Linked DNA regions of Ctenopharyngodon idella: region 1 is linked to region 2. Evidence: chromatin contacts called from public Hi-C data. All regions are on one chromosome and are shown on one strand. The core of a region is the stretch at or near the end of the contact, and the rest is flanking DNA. Distances in the headings are between cores, read along the strand shown.

Region 1 (2,700 bases), core at 63-2,562, 190 kb before region 2:
CTATGTACTTATTAATGCAAAATTGCCTTAATATTTCAATACCTTGGTCACTATTTTATGTAGTATTCTGAACTAACCTTGTTTATGAATAACAGCAGATCTGGACTGGTTTACAAAGTGTCAAAACGAAAATAATGCTTGTGACGGATTTGTTTTGTGACCAAGATCATTGCTGTCAACATCTTAGATCTTAGATCAGCTTTCCTGCATTGATATACCATATGGAAACCAGGCTGGTTTTTCTGGTTCTGTGTAAGTGATACTTGATTCTACTTGACAATACAAAGCCACTGACACTGTAACAGACCTTTAAGCTAAAAAGTCTATAGTCTGAACTTTAAAATATCTTATTTAACCAGTTAGTGAGTCAGAATCACCACATCTGAAATCTGAATGTTGCGCGCAGAAACTTGTACATGCCTTATTGGCAGACTGATTTCAAAAATGTCTCTCAGTGCTGATGTTCACTCTGTACTGAAATGTAAGTTGAATCATCAGCATGCAGTTACAGTTATTTATGAATGTAAAATGTGAATTTTAGTCAGATTAATTCATATTATAAATAATTTAGGATATTATACTCATTAAAGACTTCTGAGATTTTATAAATGTGTAATATTTTTTCTACAATAAAATAATTGATCCATGATTATGTGGTATATGCATTGTTTTGCTTTTTGTTTTTCAAGGGAAACCGGGTCAGACAAACAGACAATTGTATAAATTGGCCTCCAGGAGGCAGTAAAATCGCTCTTTTTGCGCTGGTCTTCAACCCAGAGTCGGTAAGAAGTCTCCATGATTTTAGTGACTAATTAACATTTTTTATTAAAATAATTACAATATTTTAATTATAAAAATATTTGTACTAAATTATTATTGTTGATTTGTTTGTTTGGAAACTAAGGTTATGCCGAATCCATTGTGGACCACAAAAAAAAGAACATTCAATTTGTTTGTTATTGGAGATATTTGTACACTTTAAATCATAGTTTTTAAAATATATGATTTTTTTTTTTTTTTTTTTTTAATTGTATAAACAATAACGTACATCGTGCTAACTTCCATTGTAGAAAAATGTTATTCTATTCCTGTGGTAAAATCTTAACGCTGAGCCTCCAACCAAAACCGGTGAGGATTCCAATTGGCCCTCTGGTTCCACCGAGAACAGAGAGCAGTGATGTGATTGGTTTAGTAGGTCATCGTTCAACACAGTCGATCGTTCGTCTCTTTCGCGGAAGTCATTTACATGAGCCTATTGGTTATTTGCAATGCCAGTCTTCAAAGTGCTCGCCCACTATTGGATGGATCCTAAAAACGGGCGGGGTTCCGGTTGAAGTTTACTGGATATCGGAAACGATTAGTGAAGTCCAGTCCAGTGGAATACCAATAGATGAGATGTATCAACCATTGTAAAGTAAGACAACTGTTAAACTTATCATGTTTAAGCCTTGTTTTGACATGCTAACGCTGCATGCGCAATCTTTTGTTCGAATACTTCCAGGGTGTTTAATATTGCATTATGAGCTTGCTGGAAGTTGCATTGTGTAGTTGGGAACAGCAAGCACATGGTCTGAGTTTGCTTGTCAGGTTACTGTGCCATATGTTTGCTGGGTGAGACAGCATATTTTTTGGGCTGTCATACGTGTGACTGAAGATTATAAGGGATACAGGTCACCTTGGCCACAGTGGGCATAGGAGGGTGCTTGTGGTCCTGATGCTGTGAAGGTGGGACTGTTATGTAACATGCATCATGACATGTTGTCTTTATTCTTTTAATGCATGCATCTGTCATTAGGTGAGTTTGCGTATTATGACAGCTCTTATAACGTGTTTTTTTAAAGCTTTTAAAGTGTGTTGTTTTGCCTTTGGTTCAAAAGTACTATATCATATTTTTTGTACACGATACCATGGTAAATAATACCAAGTTTTTCTGCACATGTAATATGATACTGCCCATGTTTATTTTGACATTATGCTATTATCATACCATGTGTAATATCAGACTGTATGAAGGTGGTAATCAAGTTCCAAGGTGTATGAAAGTATCAATTTTTGTTTTTAAATCATTTAGACACTTTACCAGCTAAAGTCATGTTGAAGCTTATGGTCATAAAGATGCATTTGAACTCTGTATGACTGCATTATTCCTTTATAAGCAATAGTTTAATGTCCTGTTTTGCAAAAATTTTGTTGGTTTGTTAATTCAAATGATTTTTAACAGGCTTGAAAGTTTTTTTTTTTTATTTTATTTATTAATATAAAATATATTAAGGTAAATATGTTTATGAAAATCTATAATTCTAAAAGATAATACATATTTATATTTTTATTTATTACAATAAAATGGGCTCAAGTTTCTGTTAAGTGTCTTGGGATGTATTGCATGATGCGAAAGACTTATTAATCTGTCTTTCTGTTGCATCAGCAATTTTAACTGCAGGTTGGAAACATGAGTATACAATATTCAACATATACACAATAATACCACAGTTTATGATCAACAAGCATGACTTCTGCTTCACAAGTTGTGTATAAACTAGGTCAGCTTATGATTCATAGTGACTAAATAAAGTGGGACAAAAGAAACTCCAACTTCTGCTTCATTTCACACTATATAGAGACTTTGAGACTAAAATTGTAAAAACAACAGTCCTCACTTATTTGTGTAATATATCTACCATGCCTACATTTTTTTTTTTT
Region 2 (2,827 bases), core at 250-2,749:
GTAAAGTGAGGGCTCACAAACAGCACAATATAGAGTATTTGAGCATATGTTCGGGCGACGTTTAAGTGCTTGTCGTATCTTGAGTACTAAAAGTGTTGCAGTGGGTTGTGATTTTACCGGTGGGCAACTAGAGATCCCAGCACCACCATAGAAAAATTCCTCTCCGTAGACCACTATAGATGTGTGCCTGTGTTGACATAATATAACAGGAAATGCATATGGTTAAAACATATTAATATTACAGTTATTAGATAATAATATTTGTTTAGCATTTTTTTTCATACATGAAATGCAGCGCAAAGCACTTCACAAGCATAAACACAAATTCAAATTTTTTAAAAAAGATATTACATAAATATTATATAATTATATACTTAACTTATTTATAGATAAAGGATTTTAACCATAATCTTTTATAGGCACAATATTAAGTAACAGTAATTCACTTACCAAATCCCATCAAGCTGTTTTCCTGTAAGAAAGAATATGTTTTAGAAATCATTTATTATATGATAGATATTAGTTTTATTAGTTATGTTCCTCATAATACAGTTAAAATGTTATTATATTTACATTATTAAAATATAATAGTAGGACTGTTATGGTTTGATCCATTTAAAGATTTATTTTCAATCTAAAGAACCTTAACTAACCAGTGCTCTAGCATGTGACACGATTAATTAACATAAAGAACATCATGTTCCAGAACAATTTGTTCTTTTTGTTTTTAATAAATAATGCTAAATAACAGAGATAAACAGATCAGCGGGTCTCGCTGTGAATATAGCTCTTCGGGTTATGTTAATAAAAGGTTTTGTTGATAAAAGTGTTTTCATCGATCAGATGTAACGCGAATTTATATATCCTAGAACAGCGAAGGCTTCTCTTAAATATTTATAAGCAAAGCCATCGCCATTGGATGGTAAAACCGCAACGTCACTATACCTCATTAATAATCCAACACTAAGTCTTCGCCATTGGAAAGTTACCAAGTAACGGTGGCATTACCTAATTAATATTCATTAGCCAAGATTTCTCATTGGATGGTGACCAGGCAACGAAGCAAGATGGAAGTAATATATATGAGCGAACCCTTCTTCATGGTAGGATTGGAAATTTCTCGGCCCTCACCAATGTAACGGTAAAGATATACTACATCACTCACCCAACATTATCGGACTGAGCTGCCTGGCCATTCCCCTCGACAAATCATAAATGAAAAGCTGCACTCCAAACGTCGAGTTGTGCTGATCCATGTTTGTGATGGTGGCTAAATGCGGCTGACTAGCCTGTCTGCGGGTATCCTGCAGCTCTTGCGTTATTATACGGCCTTAAGATTCTCAAATGGTCACGACAGTCTGATATCTGAGTTTTGAAATTCTTGAAATACTGTAGCTATATCGGACTTTTTGAGAATCAATGGCATTAGGAGGGTTTGAGTAAAAAAAAAAAAAAAACATTCAAAAGGATAGCAAGATAAATAGGTTATGTCCTTCCAAGTCGCCAATGAAGAAGCGTATTAATTCAACGGCACGACAGCGCCATCTATTGTATGTGCAAGCGATTACCTCACGACATAACCATATGCCCCCGGAAAATAAATCAACTGTAATTTCAGTGTGTACCTAAAAATTGGTTTTACCATTATAAAAGTCAATTGGTTGGCACTTCTATCACCTCATTCCTTTCATTACTGAATTTCTTCATCCATATGAGTTACAAAATGAGACTCATGAAGACGATGCAAGTAAGTATTTACACAACTTCTTATTGTTTGTATACGTCCAGTTTGACAAATCGTTACTGTTTTATTCTTCCTGACTGTTGAAGTTGAAACGATCAGAGAATAAATGAACCAAAGCCTCTAGAAAGAACTCGTAACGAAAGATTTTTAAGAAAAAAATTGATTATTTTGAAATAAAGAAATGCTATTGAGAAGAGTATGTGAATCTATCTATCTATCTAATCTATCTATCTATCCATCCGAAGGAGTTGCATCTTATTGAGCATCTTTAAATTTAAAAAAGATGAATATCCAAAAATGAGATTGAAATTTAATTTTGAAGAAATTCTGTGTGGGAATCAAACAGTAAATTTGGCATATAGTTAATTATCTATATATCTTAATGGTTTTAAATTCAGGACCAAATTCAGTAGGCTACACAACTTATTTATAACACAGGCAAGCAGGTAAATATGAACGGAACGCAAAAAAAAAGTTACACGTTTAGCTTTCCCCCGATAGAAACCCATTATAAAGAAAACATTGCTTAATACTAAGACAGAGATATTGCATTTGTATTCGGTGCTCATCTGCTTTCCTCTATACAGTAGCCTAGTAGCGTAGGCTACCTATCTATGTATCATGAACAAGATGTAGCCATAATGAATTTGGTTCTCCGATAATACGTCTATCTTAATCATTAAGCGTTCTCTTAATAACGAGGGAAAATGCTTAACGTATAACTTTGGGCGCTGCTTTTATATTCTGGGCTCGTCTGCTTGCCTGCATATATATAATGCATATATATATATGCATTATCAATAAGTTGTATGCTGAATTTATCCTTCACTTTTACTGTCTCTGTGCATCAATTACACATTCTCACTTTTTCTGCTTTGATTGTTGGGGAATATTAACGGAATTCTGTCGATTTGATTTAAATTTGCTAAATACATCGAATAAACCAAAACAGGGATATCAGCACGCAAGGGGTGGGAGGTGTGTAGAACTGTAAATGATGGGCGCTGGAATTCTCTGGAAATCTGCGGAACTTTCTGTGGAATTCTGCTGGCGCAGATTCCGGGAAGGACTCATTATCGCTGT

The links. A called contact is a pair of places that touch in the nucleus more often than the background predicts.
Region 1: a contact with region 2 is called in a Hi-C map of muscle, with 2.7 times the contacts expected there. The contact joins the promoter of mrtfaa here to the promoter of desi1a in region 2. A contact is called at or near these places in 2 of 2 Hi-C or Micro-C datasets (both in muscle).

The regions. Positions count from the first base shown.
Region 1 is chr3:21,354,539-21,357,238 of HZGC01, reverse strand. mrtfaa (myocardin related transcription factor Aa) reads left to right here and starts at 1,312. Exons shown (of 19, transcript XM_051886871.1): 1 at 1,312-1,414. It overlaps slc25a17 (solute carrier family 25 member 17), which reads left to right. Exons shown (of 9, transcript XM_051886876.1): 9 at 1-649.
Region 2 is chr3:21,162,835-21,165,661 of HZGC01, reverse strand. desi1a (desumoylating isopeptidase 1a) reads right to left here and starts at 1,499. Exons shown (of 6, transcript XM_051888735.1): 1 at 1,166-1,499; 2 at 451-472; 3 at 118-187. The coding sequence starts at 1,256. It overlaps cbx7a (chromobox homolog 7a), which reads left to right and starts at 1,590. Exons shown (of 6, transcript XM_051888731.1): 1 at 1,590-1,747. The coding sequence starts at 1,712.